Linked DNA regions of Mus musculus: all the other regions are linked to region 2. A link is a contact called in public promoter capture Hi-C data. All regions are on one chromosome and are shown on one strand. The core of a region is the stretch at or near the end of the contact, and the rest is flanking DNA. Distances in the headings are between cores, read along the strand shown. Region 1 holds the start of Tex38 (testis expressed 38). Region 2 holds the start of Cyp4a10 (cytochrome P450, family 4, subfamily a, polypeptide 10). Region 3 holds the start of Pdzk1ip1 (PDZK1 interacting protein 1).

The links. Promoter capture Hi-C pulls out the DNA fragments that hold promoters and counts their contacts.
Region 1: a contact with region 2 is called in a promoter capture Hi-C map of liver, with 2.6 times the contacts expected there. The contact joins the promoter of Tex38 here to the promoter of Cyp4a10 in region 2. A contact is called at or near these places in 2 of 39 promoter capture datasets (embryonic stem cells and liver).
Region 3: a promoter capture Hi-C map of hippocampal neurons shows a contact between it and region 2, with 4 times the contacts expected there. The contact joins the promoter of Pdzk1ip1 here to the promoter of Cyp4a10 in region 2. A contact is called at or near these places in 3 of 39 promoter capture datasets (embryonic stem cells, hippocampal neurons and liver) and 1 of 9 other capture datasets (embryonic stem cells).

The regions. Positions count from the first base shown.
Region 1 is chr4:115,778,565-115,782,615 of GRCm38.p6, forward strand. Tex38 (testis expressed 38) reads right to left here and starts at 2,470. Exons shown (of 2, transcript NM_029196.1): 1 at 2,423-2,470; 2 at 1,270-2,039. The coding sequence starts at 2,423. The coding sequence ends at 1,435.
Region 2 is chr4:115,515,720-115,520,017 of GRCm38.p6, forward strand. It overlaps Cyp4a10 (cytochrome P450, family 4, subfamily a, polypeptide 10), which reads left to right and starts at 2,568. Exons shown (of 13, transcript NM_010011.3): 1 at 2,568-2,791; 2 at 3,911-4,055. The coding sequence starts at 2,603.
Region 3 is chr4:115,086,261-115,090,302 of GRCm38.p6, forward strand. It overlaps Pdzk1ip1 (PDZK1 interacting protein 1), which reads left to right and starts at 2,448. Exons shown (of 4, transcript NM_001164557.1): 1 at 2,448-2,952. The coding sequence starts at 2,685.

The DNA.
Region 1 (4,051 bases), core at 1,220-3,719, 260 kb after region 2:
GGAATGAGCCTGCTCTGGTGTGCATCAGAAGCTCCATCTGGGCCCATTTTATGTGTTCAGATGGTTCAGTGGTTAAGAACAATGGCTGCAGCCAGGTGTGGTGGGGCACACCTTTGATCCCAGCACTTGGGAAGCAGAGGCAGATGGATTTCTGAGTTCGAGGCCAGCCTGGTCTACAAAGTGAGTTCCAGGACAGCCAAGGCTACACAGAAAATCCCTGTCTTGAAAAAAAACAAAAACAAAACAAAACAAAACAAACAAACAAAAAACCCACTGGCTGCTTTTCCAGGGGGCCCAGGTTCAATTCCCAGCACTCACATAGAGGGCCACAGTTGTCTAACGTCAGTTCCAGGGGATCTGATACCCTCTTCTGACGTCCACAAGCACAGACATACATGAAAGTAAAACATCCATACACACAAAATTAAAGAAAATCTAAAGATATAAGCAATAAAGCCAAGTATAGGGACACAAACCTGTAATACCAGCACTCAGAAGACTGAGGCAGGAGGATCAAGAGTTTAACGGCAACCTGGCATAAGTTCCAAGCCAGCCTGGACTAAAATAGCCCTCATCTCAAAAGAGAAGATGGGAGAAAAGGAGAAAGGGGATAAGATACAAACTATAGGTGTAATTCTAGAAGATGCTCTGACCCATTTGCCAGTCAACAACCCTCATACCCTAATGCTTTTAGCCAAACTGTTCTAACAAGACAGTGCTAAGAAAAGACACCGTGGGGTGTGGTAGAAATACTAGAAATGAGATGCCAGGAAAACGTGAACTAGAGAGCTAGCTGTGGAACCACCAAGGTATACATCCTGGAAACCCATGTCTGCATCTGAACAGGAGGGTCAGAACTGCCATTTGGCATTGTTCTTGGGACCACTAGAAATAAAGGACAAAGACAGCCAGCCAAGAAGCAATACATGGCAAACAACAGTCCAGCTAAACCATACTGGCATTTGTTAGGTTTATGACATAGCCAATGTAGGCCACCATAGCTCTCAACTACTGTCCTCTTGTGCCATCTGTGCTTCCCCCCCTGCTGAAGAGCAGTGCCTGAAGACCTAGGTCAGAGCCTGGCGCTCATTCAGTCTTAAACACTGGATGGAGGGATGTTGAGTCAGTCCAGCCACAAGTATTGGTTCAGCATCTCCCAAATGGTAATCTCAGATTCCCATATGCAGTGGTGAAACTTATAACCAGTTTACAAAGCACCACAGTCACATTGGCTGGGACAAAAGGCACTGCCCTTCTAGGAGCAAATGAGACAGGAAAACTTGGACTTTATTATTATTTTTTTAAATCTGTGGCTTTAAACCTCTCACCAGGTGGCTGTGGTCTCCTTGTCAGTACCAACTCCTTGTGGTTATCTCTGTTTTCTACCAAAGGGAGCCTTTGGTACTTGCAGCTCCCACCCTCACTAAGAGGAAACTACAGCTCTAAAGCAAAAGGCTTGGCATTAAAGCAGTTTGTTCCGTGGGCCAGTGTTGGGAGGGAACAGAAAGGAACATTCCTTTCAGGGCGGTTGGCCAAAGGGTAGGAGACAGAGTGGTTCAACATGGGAGGCAGGTGGCAGAGGGACAGGGCAAAGGGCACCTCCTGAAAGATGGGAAGTGGGAATGGGGAGTCAGTCCGAGGCTGTGACATTTTTGAAGACTGGGGCTGCTTTGGAATCCCCAAAACATGTTGCAAGAGATCAGAGGCTTCACCTCTGGGGCTGCTGTCTTGTACAACGAAGTTCCTGCCTTCAGAGAGATCCAACTCCCACAAAGAATCTGAATTCTGATCTTCCGGCTCGGTCTTGGTGACAGCAGGGGGAGGGCCTGTGTTAATGGCTACATTCATGCCATGGTAACGCCGCTTGTTTATCCAGTACAACAGTGGGCTGTAGGTGAATGTGGCAGCTCTCATCACTTCCACCCACTGCTGGGCACGTTCTTCTCTTTGCAAGTTCTTCTTCCAGTGCAGAAAGAGTATGCAGCTTCCTATTAGCACAGAACACAGCCCCAGGAATCCAATGCACAAGGAGATCCACACTAAGGCAGTGAGAGAGAGAGAAAGGCTGGCTGGCTGGTGTGCCTAATGCACAGCTTTTTTTTCACTCCCCTCCTTGACCTCCTCACTAGTCACTCTTCCTGTTCTCTCCATTCCTCCCCTCCCTCCTCATTCTCCAGCTCAACACTAGACTTCCAGGTTCCTTAAGGGATCATTATAGCTATTTACAGATGAGAAACGCTAGGTCTAAAGGGGGTAGGGACTCAGCCTTCTGGGAGTACTTAGTTTCTAGAGAAGATAACCATCTAATTCCTTAGCACTTCAAGAAGCCACCACTCCTCCATCCATGCAAAAGACTTCCCCTTACTTACCCCATGCCCAAGGGTACAATGTGAGGGGCAAGGACTAGAGGTGCTACACTTACTGCCAGAGAGGCTTGGGTCCTTTTGGGAATCCGTAAAGGTCAGTCTTGGCCTCCAGCCTATCACTCTGGGGAGAGGAAATTCACCCCACTCCACCAATAGGAGTCCTCAGAAGGCCCGGGCCTCATTGTTCTCTAAAGGAAAGGTCATCAGGTTCTGTCCAACTGGCATTCCAGGGACAATGTTTGTGAGCCCATCCAGTAACCTCTAGTACACAACATCTACTGCTTCTACCAAAGACCGAGGCACCAGAAGAGTTGTCTGCCCAATTCCTTACAGTGAACCCATAGAGCAGCCCCAGGACAGGGCCTTGGCATTCTCAAGGGGCTAACTATGTGGTTGGTGATTAAGGAAACACCATTGGGTACCTCCCCCAGTGCCTCCTGGGGAGAGCACACAGAGCATTGGGCATGTCTGGCCTCAACAAATCTTGACCAAGCTATGAGAAGAAAACCAGCTCAAGAGAACCAAGTGGTCAGTGCCTCCTTTGGCTCCTACAATCTCTTTTATTTCTGCTTTCTTTCCTTCCTTTAGCAGGTGCTGGCAAGTGTTCTTGGGCTCTGTGGGAGCTCTCCTCCATCTGGTCCTGCATCCCTTTCCGGGCTAACTTTCTTTCCTTTATTCTCAATACTTCATTCCCTTCTGACCAGGCCATCAGACACCCCCTACACACACACACACACACAGGGGGGAGGTGGGCAGGGGGATGGGGGAAGAGAGCACTATTGGGGCAGGTCTCCCCAGCAACCAATCCCCCCAGGATTTATTGGAGCCAGGATCTTGCTTATTACTTAAGGCAACTTGATCCACTTATGGGTAGCTCAGTTAGAAAGCCCTTGCATGTTATGTCTCAGTCAACTCTAGGGGAGACATACCAACCAGTGATAACTTGAAATCTTACCCTTTAGTTTTTCTCCTTTTTATAGTCTCCTATTGTGACTCCTGACACTCTATGTTACTTTTGTATCTCTGTGACCCATATACCAGACAGAAACAATGTTAAAAGGAAAGGTTTGATTTAGCTCCTGTTTCAGAGGGTTCTATAGTTGCTCAGTCCCATGTGAATGGGCGTGCCATCATGGCTGTGGTAGAACACGTGGTAGAAGACAGCCATTCACATCACAGAAAACAGCAAGCAGAACTCAGGACCAGAACCAAGGTCTGGGCTATAGCCTTCAAAGTCTTACCCCATGTGACCTTCTTCTGCCCAACCTCTTTAGTTTCCACAGCCTCCCAAAATAGTGCCACTGGCTGGGGACCAAGTGTTCAACACATGAGCTTATTGAGAACATTTCAGATTCAAACCAGAGCAGGCACTATTTACAGAGTTCTTCCCAGAATGCCTTTCCCTCCGCTCTACCCTATTTGCCCCTGCTTTTCCTCTTCTTTAGCTGGTGTTTTCCACCATCTCCTGGTCTCTAAGTCTTGGCATGCTCCAGGGCTCAGTCTTTAGCATTCTATCTATGTTTCCTTCTCAGTGAACTTACCCACATTTATAACATTAAAGAACACAAATGCACTGATGACTCACAACTGTAACCTCCAGCCTGGAACATACCTCAGAACTTCAGATTCACATACCCAACAGTTTGGCTGGCATCCTTCCTTGCCTATCTATCAAGTTATACTTG
Region 2 (4,298 bases), core at 1,318-3,817:
GTCTATATGAGTTTGAGGTGAGCCTGGTACATGAAGTGATTCAAAGAGGAGGAGAAGGAGATGAGGAGGAGAAGGAGAAGAAGAAGAAGAAAAGGAAAGAAGAGGAGGAGGAGGTCCTTCCTCTGCAGCTTCCTCCCTGTCAGGCCTCCAAAACTTACTAGCACCCTTTCCTGCTTGGAATGTGTCAGGCATGCATTGCTTTCCTGGGTCCCTCAGATCAGCCCTACCTAGTGAAAGCAACAGAGACTAAAATTTGACCTCCTCATCCTCATACACAACAGCATGCATTGTGCCCAGTGGTACAAAAAGACTAGCTTCCTACAAAGAGTATCAGCAATAGCCCATAAATACCTGTGAGCCAGGCCACTGAACCACACACACAGGTAACTGAACACTCTGCATGGGAACCACAAAACTGGAATTAAGATCACTGTAACCACACTACCAACACCCTGCCACAACCCCAGGACAAAGTACCTTGCTGGGGAAAAAGCTATCCTATAAAAGCAGCAAAGGCAAGTGACATGGATCCTAATAAAGGCACAGCTAACATAATAAAAATATCTTTCTAGTAAGTGCCACAGAACAAAAAAATATCAGTGGGTTGCCATCAAGAAAAGCAAAGCTCAACATGATGATTTTTAAGGAAACTTGACAAGATGTGGAAGAATACACACTTTGTTAAAAACAAAACAAACAAAAAGTATCACCTGAACGAGAAACTCAGAAAAGGAAATACAGATCATAAAAGAGAAGCCACAGAGGATTTAATAAATCAACTAAAGACACAGTTGAGTGGCAGTAACAGATTATATCACCCAGAAGGAAGAATCCTGAGCTTGAAGAGAGGCTTTTGAGATAACCTAGCCAGACAAAAGAAAAATAAATAGGAAAAAGGTAAAGACTAAGTTCTATAAGACCAACGAGATATGATTAAGTGAAAAATGATCACATTATACGAGTTACCAAATGAAAAGAAACCTGTTTCAAGTGGGTTAATGAGGTGGCTTGGTGGTTAGAAGTGCTTGCTACCAAGTTTCATCTGGACCAAGACCTGAGTTCCATCTCTGGAACCTACATGATAGGAGAAAACTGACTCCTGTAAATTGTCCTCTGACCTCCACACATATGCCATTCATGTGGCACATGCATACAAGTAAATCATAAGTAAACACATAAACAAATAAAGCTGTAGTAGTTTGAATATGCTTGGCACAGGGATTGGCACTATTTGGAGGTGTGGCCTTGTTACAAGAAGTGTGCCAGTGTGGGCATGGTCTTTATGACCCTCGTCCTAGCTTTCTGGAAGCCAGTCTTCTTCTGTTTGCCTTCAGAACAAGATGTTCAACTCTCAGCTCTTCCTGCACCATGCCTGCTTGGATGCTGGCATGTTCATGCCTTGATGATAATGAACTGAATTTCTAAACATGTAAGCCAGGCCCAATTAAATTTTGTTCTTGTAAGAGTTCCCTTGGTCATGGTGTTTGCTTACATCAGTAAAACCCTAAATAAGAAAAGCTATTTAGATAAATAATAGCTGAAAGCTTTCCTGTATTTACTGAGAAATACATGGGCACCCAAGTACAGTAAATGCAAAGGGCCCATTTAGATTCAATTGATTTGGTCCTGTTGAAGACACACTATATTCAAGCTCTCAAAAGTCCAAGACAAGAAATTCTAAAACCAAGAGAAGTATTCCAAGTCCCATATAAGCAAGGCCTTGGTAGACTAACACTAGAGTCTACAGCAAAAACTTCTCAAAAGTGAACTAAACTCTCCAAGTAACAGAGTTAGGTTGGCTAAATAGATTTTTTTTAAATGAAATTCAACTGTATGCTATCTATTTTAAAACAACAACAAAAAAAAAAACCCACAAGAAGGTGCCAAGGAATGGAAAGAAACCCATTAGCTCCCCCAAAGCAAAACAAGCACGAGTGTCCTTGGCATCCCCAGGCATGGACTACCCATGAGACTAGCCTACCTAGATGTATAAGAGCAGCAGTGCCTATATGTTTTCCAGTCTGAATCAGCAACCACTCACCATCCATTTGGCATGGACAATTCAAAAAAAAACTATTAGATACTTGGTCTGACATGGAAACCCAAACACCTCCCAAAAACAACAAATAAAGCCACAGACTTAAGCTATGGAGCTTGGGAAAGAGCCAGTGTGTGAGGATCCCCTTATCACACAGGACTTCAACAAGATATTTATTTTTATATGACAACCTTGTTTGATATTTAATAATTTAGTAAAACTTTGCAAGAAAAGATTAAAAATAAGTGGAAGAATATTTAAGGATATTATAATTGTTCTGCTTAATTTATGCATGCAGTACAGGTGTGGAAACAAGTCAATGTTCTTGACTCGCACGAGAGGAAAGTAGACACAGGTAGGCACTGGCAGCTGGAAAGAAAAAATTGTGTCTCTGATTCCCAAGGTAAATCATTCCTGTTATTTAACCAACTGAACTTTGAGATCAAGATTGGTCAGCCTCACCCTTCTCCCTCCCACAGGTAGGCGGGCAATCCTTACAGGATTTAGGCAGGAGGTAGAAAGGATTAGTGAGAGTGAGGACAGCAACAGAAGAGTGGATGAACTATGAGTGTCTCTGCTCTAAGCCCAACCCGATTTGCAGACAGCCTCTCTGGCTTCCTCCAAGTGGCCTCTGTGCTCGGTCTGCTCCTGCTGCTGGTGAAAGCTGTCCAGTTCTACCTCCACAGGCAATGGCTACTCAAGGCTTTCCAGCAGTTCCCATCACCTCCTTTTCACTGGTTCTTTGGGCATGAGGTATGAAGGAAAGAGAAGGATGGGTGGAAGAGAAGGGAAGATGGGTGTCTCAGAGACCAGCCATCAAATTCACAAGGAAAATCCTGATATATAAAGAGTCCAAGAGCTTCATAAGATGCCCAGCTCAGGCTGAGGCATGTCATCCCAACAATAGCGTTACTGTCTGACTGTTGCTCAACTCTATACTGATAGTCTTGCACTTTGAAAGCTTTGGTTGGTCCTACCTAGTCTCCTCCTCCTCTTCTGGCTGAGTACCTTTAATATCTCTACTGTTCTCAAACAACTTTTAAGTAGTTCCTTGACAAGTTACTTATGGCTATTCTCTCCCAAGCCCTGGGTTTGCCTGGGAATGCAAACATCAGAGAGACAGAAACCTTGCCCCTTGAAGTTCTTGATGTAACAATGGTGCACATCTTAGAAATTATCAGGCACAGGAAGGGTTCACACTGCTGGGCTGAGTGAGTGGCTGACCAAGACTAGAATTTTCAGGATGGGTAAATTACAAATTGAAATCCCAAAGTCATGGCACATTAAAGGGAAAGGGTGGGTAGGACCCTCATATGTGAACACTAATGTTAGTATTTCTACAGGGCTATGTGGCTCTTCTTCCTCTTTCCACACACCCTGCAATATAAGATACTTGGATTCAAGCACAGCATCACTTTCTTGTTCCACAGGGTTCAGCTAAAGAGCCTGGCACAAGTGTATGAAATTACCCAGAAAGGGAACTGGGAAGGGACAGTACTGACCCATTGCATTATCACCCCAGGAAATAAAGTACAGAGCCAAATAGGAGGATACATGAAAATGTGCACAACAAAGGATTGTGCAATAGATGTTCTTAGAAAGACATGGGTATGCCACGTTCTCTGAAGATCTGAGGATCTGACACTGTGATTCCTCTGAGGAACACAGCTCCATCCAACAGGACTCTCAGATTCAGCTCAGAACCCATACCCACATAGTAAAGCTATGAGTGATAGCACAGACAGTTCATCGAACTGCCCCACCTTCCTGGCAACTTCAGAAAAAAACAGCTATGTTCCTGTGCTTGCTCTACTCTTGTCTCCAGTCCAAAAACTAGGCAAGAGTCCCACGAACTTATCTTTTCTTCAACAGAAGTTCAAAGGTGACCAAGAACTACAGGAAATTGTGTCGTGCATAGAGAACTTCCCAAGTGCCTTTCCTAGATGGTTCTGGGGAAGCAAGGCCTACTTAACTGTCTATGACCCTGACTACATGAAAGTGATTCTGGGGCGATCAGGTGAGCATAACATGCTGTTGTGAAGAGATAAGCACTTTCCTCTTTGTTACTTGCCCTGTCAAATTCTGAAAGAGTATGACCCTACACACTCTACCATTCTCTCAGGCTACAACCTAGCATATGGCCAACAACACACAGTACTAAAAACCAAATCCCTTAGCCTAAAATCTTTATCTTTGTTTGTTATTTAATCAAGTTAAGATGTTTAGTCTTGTTAATTGTTCCAGATTTGAAATATCTAAT
Region 3 (4,042 bases), core at 1,198-3,697, 430 kb before region 2:
TGTGAGACCCATCCAAACTTTGAGATTCAGCCAGACAGCAGGGGACCCCTTTGTTTATAAGGCTAGGGAGAAAAGCCTTTCCCTGTGTGAAAACTACCAGGCATCAGGGGTCTGGTCTTAAAGCCAAGTGTTCACCCATCCCTTCTCCTCCCTGCTTTCCGGAACAACTTGTTTCTGCTTTAAAGTCTGGGACTTTGACCCGGGAGCTGTTTTCTCCCTTTGGTCACCTTGTGTCCATCCCACTCACGCTCCTCCCTTAATGTGCTCAAAGTATAGTTCTGGGAGTCTCTGCTTTCCTTTGGGATTTTAGGAAAATTGGGGATGCTGGGGGCCGGGGGGGGGACTGTGGCTCCCAAGCTGGTGGCAGAGGCTGGGGTATTTCCCTAGGGCATGAACTAGTGTGTGGGTACCACCAGAGGACCCTCTCTCTACACCCCTCTTAGACTCCACATTTGGCTGCTGAAGTATCCCAATATTCTGGGGTTTCACTTTCCTGCCCCCCTTTTAAAACCTGTATGTTAGGCCTTTATTTGATCCCTCTGTTTAACACACACACACACACACACACACACACACACACACACACACACACACTGCATCCTGAGGGAGCCATGTGATGTGTCTTACTTTGAGACATTGCCACTCACCCAATTGCCTAACTCAGAAACTTAACCTGAGAGTTTCCAGTTTCCAAGTGGGCAGCAGTTAGTCACTTGTCCAGAAACCACGCCCAGGCTTTCCTACCTCCCAAGCACTGAGCAAAGCCTTCTCTAATGCAGCCCAGTCAGTGGCTGCATGTCTCCCAAGTCTCCCTCTCACCTCTGATGATTTTCTTCATTTTCTCAAATGGTGGTCTGACCTTGGTTTCCTGCAGCCTGCTTAAGATGAGGGAGGCATGTTGGATATTTGCTAATTCCACCCCATTCCTTTCATTCCAACCAGTGGTTCCCTGGCTGTTCATTAACATCCACCAAGGCAGCTCCTCCATGCTCCTGACGATTCTCAGCCCACGTTAAGAACAGACTAGCCATGTAGAGTTAGACATGAAGAGTTTCCCTGCAGACACTTGTGGAATGGTCACAGGCCCACAGCACATGTATGAAAGTAGTTGTGCAGACATGCACTCAGAGGAAACAGGCTCTCACCTGTCCTGTTTTTTTGTTTTTCCTTTGGACAGGAACTAAGTAAGACCTGTGCCTTGGGACAAGCAATGCAGTGGATACCCTCACAAGTGTCATCCCATCCACAGTGCCCTGGCTGGTGTTTAATGTCGCAGCCACCCATTCTTAGCTTCCTTATTTCCTAAATCTGGTCAAGCCAGGTTGATATTGGCTTCTTCAGAACATAAACTTAGTCTCGTGTTGGACCAAGATCACAGGCTCTGTGTTTTGTAGTCGGGGACAGATGGGCATGATGACTGTGCCCTGGGGCTTTCTGAGTACCTGTCTGAAGCCAAGACAGCATGAAATCTCCTACCTGAGTGTGCACTGGAAAGGTCTGAGCATAACGTCCTTTTAGGAAACCATGCAAGCAACAGGGACTGCCAAAAAATCCTCTCCCCTCCTTTCCTTAGGAAGGGGGTCTAGCCTGCTCTTGCATCTCAACTCCTATATTCTAGGGTAGCTGGGACAAGGAGGTCCACCACGGACTTACACCCCAGACTTCAGTAGGTACTTGGGTCATCCCTAGTGTTTGGAAGGTCTGGCAGATGCTGTGTGTCCTGCTGGGTGGGAGATGTGCTTCTGCAATGCCTGGCCCTGTGATGTAGATTTCTGAGGGACAGATGAACTTCTCATGGCTATTCCTGTCTGTAGACTGCACCCGGGCATTTGGAAGTCTCAGGGAATGAGCAGAACAAAGGAAGATTGCTAAGACACGTGCATGAAGTAGGCATGCACACATAGGGGAAGCAGGCTCAGGGCTCCCACCTGCTTTGGACATTCCAGGGAACCACTGGTTGGAATGAAAGGAATGAGGCAGAACTAGCAAATATCCACCATGCTTCCCTCGTTAGTTTTAAGCAGGGTGCAGATCTCCATTTGATAAAATAAATAGGTCACTGAAGGTGGGAGATGTCTGCTGTGATGAAGGGAGGTGGATCTGAAGGCAGATGTTGAGACTTCTGACCAAGTCAAATCTTGTCTAAGGCCTGCCAGGTTATCAGGGACTGTGGGAACCAAGAGGGAATGTTGAACTGGGCTATAGGGAATCACCAGACTGGTCAGGGCTGGGGACTGTGAAGTGAGTCTCTGTTTCACGTGAGGTGGGGTCCCAGGGTCTGGCTTGGTGGGTCGGAAACAAGAAGTGAGTGGAGGGGCTGATGTAAGGAAAGCGGGCAGCTGAGCTTTCCCTGAGTCTTTTGTCCACAGATGTTTTCCTCTGGCTCCCTGAGCCAGCTAGAGCCTGTCTCAAGCCAACTGTCAGTCTTTCAAGAAGCCCCACCCACTGGGCTCATTCAAGGCAGGGCTGAAAATGTCACACCTTTCCCTGGGAGCCTAGCCCCATTGCCAGGAAAGGTGAGCTCAGAAGAAGACTTCTGAGGCAGAGTGAGTGTCGGAGAAGGCGGGGACTTTCCCCTTACTTCCCCAGTTCCCTGGGCCCACCCCCAGAACTGGTTTCTAAAGGGGTACCTTAAATGCCAGTTCGTCGGGCTGGGCATAAGCCAGGCCCGGCAGCTCATTTCCATGGGAGGAGGGCAGTTTCTCTTCACCAGTCTGCCAGTCCTTCCTCCCCGCCCTCTTTCCACTTCTGCCTTACCCAATCCAACCTCTCCTTTAGAGTCAGACTGCTCTCCAGCTGATCTCATACAAACACCCCAGACCTCCAGCAGCTCCAGGAGTCAAAAACACCAGCAGTGGACCGAGGTCCTACAGCTGCCTGCAGCCATGTTGGCCTTCAGTCTGCTCGTGCTGGGTCTGCTCGCGGAAGTGGCACCTGCCAGCTGTCAACAAGGTAGCACAGGACAGGGGTACCTGGGCTTCAGGGAGGAGAGGGGTGGCAGGAAAACAGTGACTGAGGTTGGATGGGGTGGTGTTTTGGAGGGTGAATACACACCACGGGGCCACAGTCCTCTGACTTAGGTTCTGTAATCGATTTGTTTTCCTTCGGGGAGAGGTGGGACAGCAGGGAATGTATGTGTTGGCTCTGGGGTTTAGGGGAGGAACAGGAATTGAGATCCAAACCTCACAGCAGGAATTGTCCCAGAGACAACTCAGTCCTGGGGCTAGAAACAGAGACTGGGACCAGTCCCAGTGCACCTTCAAATGCTTGCTCTGGATGGGGGCTAGGGGGTGGTGACATTAAAGGCATAAGCCCCTGGACTGGATGACCTAAGTCCTCTTTGTCACTTTCTCCATAGTCGTCCCACCGTGGGGGTACTCTTCACCAAGCTCTTTCTGTCTTGCTGTGTGGCCATGAGGGAATTCCTGTCCCACTCTGAGTCTTAGTTTTTTTTTTTTTTTTAATTCATTCTCAGTAAATCTTACCCTGCCCACCTCTCAGAGCTGCTGTTAGGTTGGAGGTATGAAAGGGTTTTGTACCAGAGAGATTGAGTAACTTATATAGATTCACGAAGAAACCGGTCCAGGACCATTTTTCTTCTGCTTTTGACTCTATCCCTTGCTCTATAAGCTCTCCCCATAGCCACAAGAGGAGGATGTCTGTGAGGAGTTAGCTGTAAGAGCCACAGAAGAAGGAAAATGGGAGGGGACCTCCCAGGGTTGTTCCCAATGCCTGAGCATCATAGACCAGAAAAAGTAATGGACCTGAGCCCAGGTTTCTTGGACAGAGTGGGAAGGATATCTCCACAACATGGGCCCTTGCAGAGCAATCATGTGCATCTTCTACTAGGGGTTGCTAACCTGGAGCTGCCATGGCTACAGCCCAGAGTTCCGTGATCCTTTCTTTCACCAACACCTGTCACCCTTGGAAACATCACTAAGGATAATCAAGCCATTACTGCAGCAGAAGAGCATCTAGGTGGACTCCAAGAAGGACTTTGGGGTGGGAATGATTCAGGCTGAGGTCTTTTCATGCCCAGCCT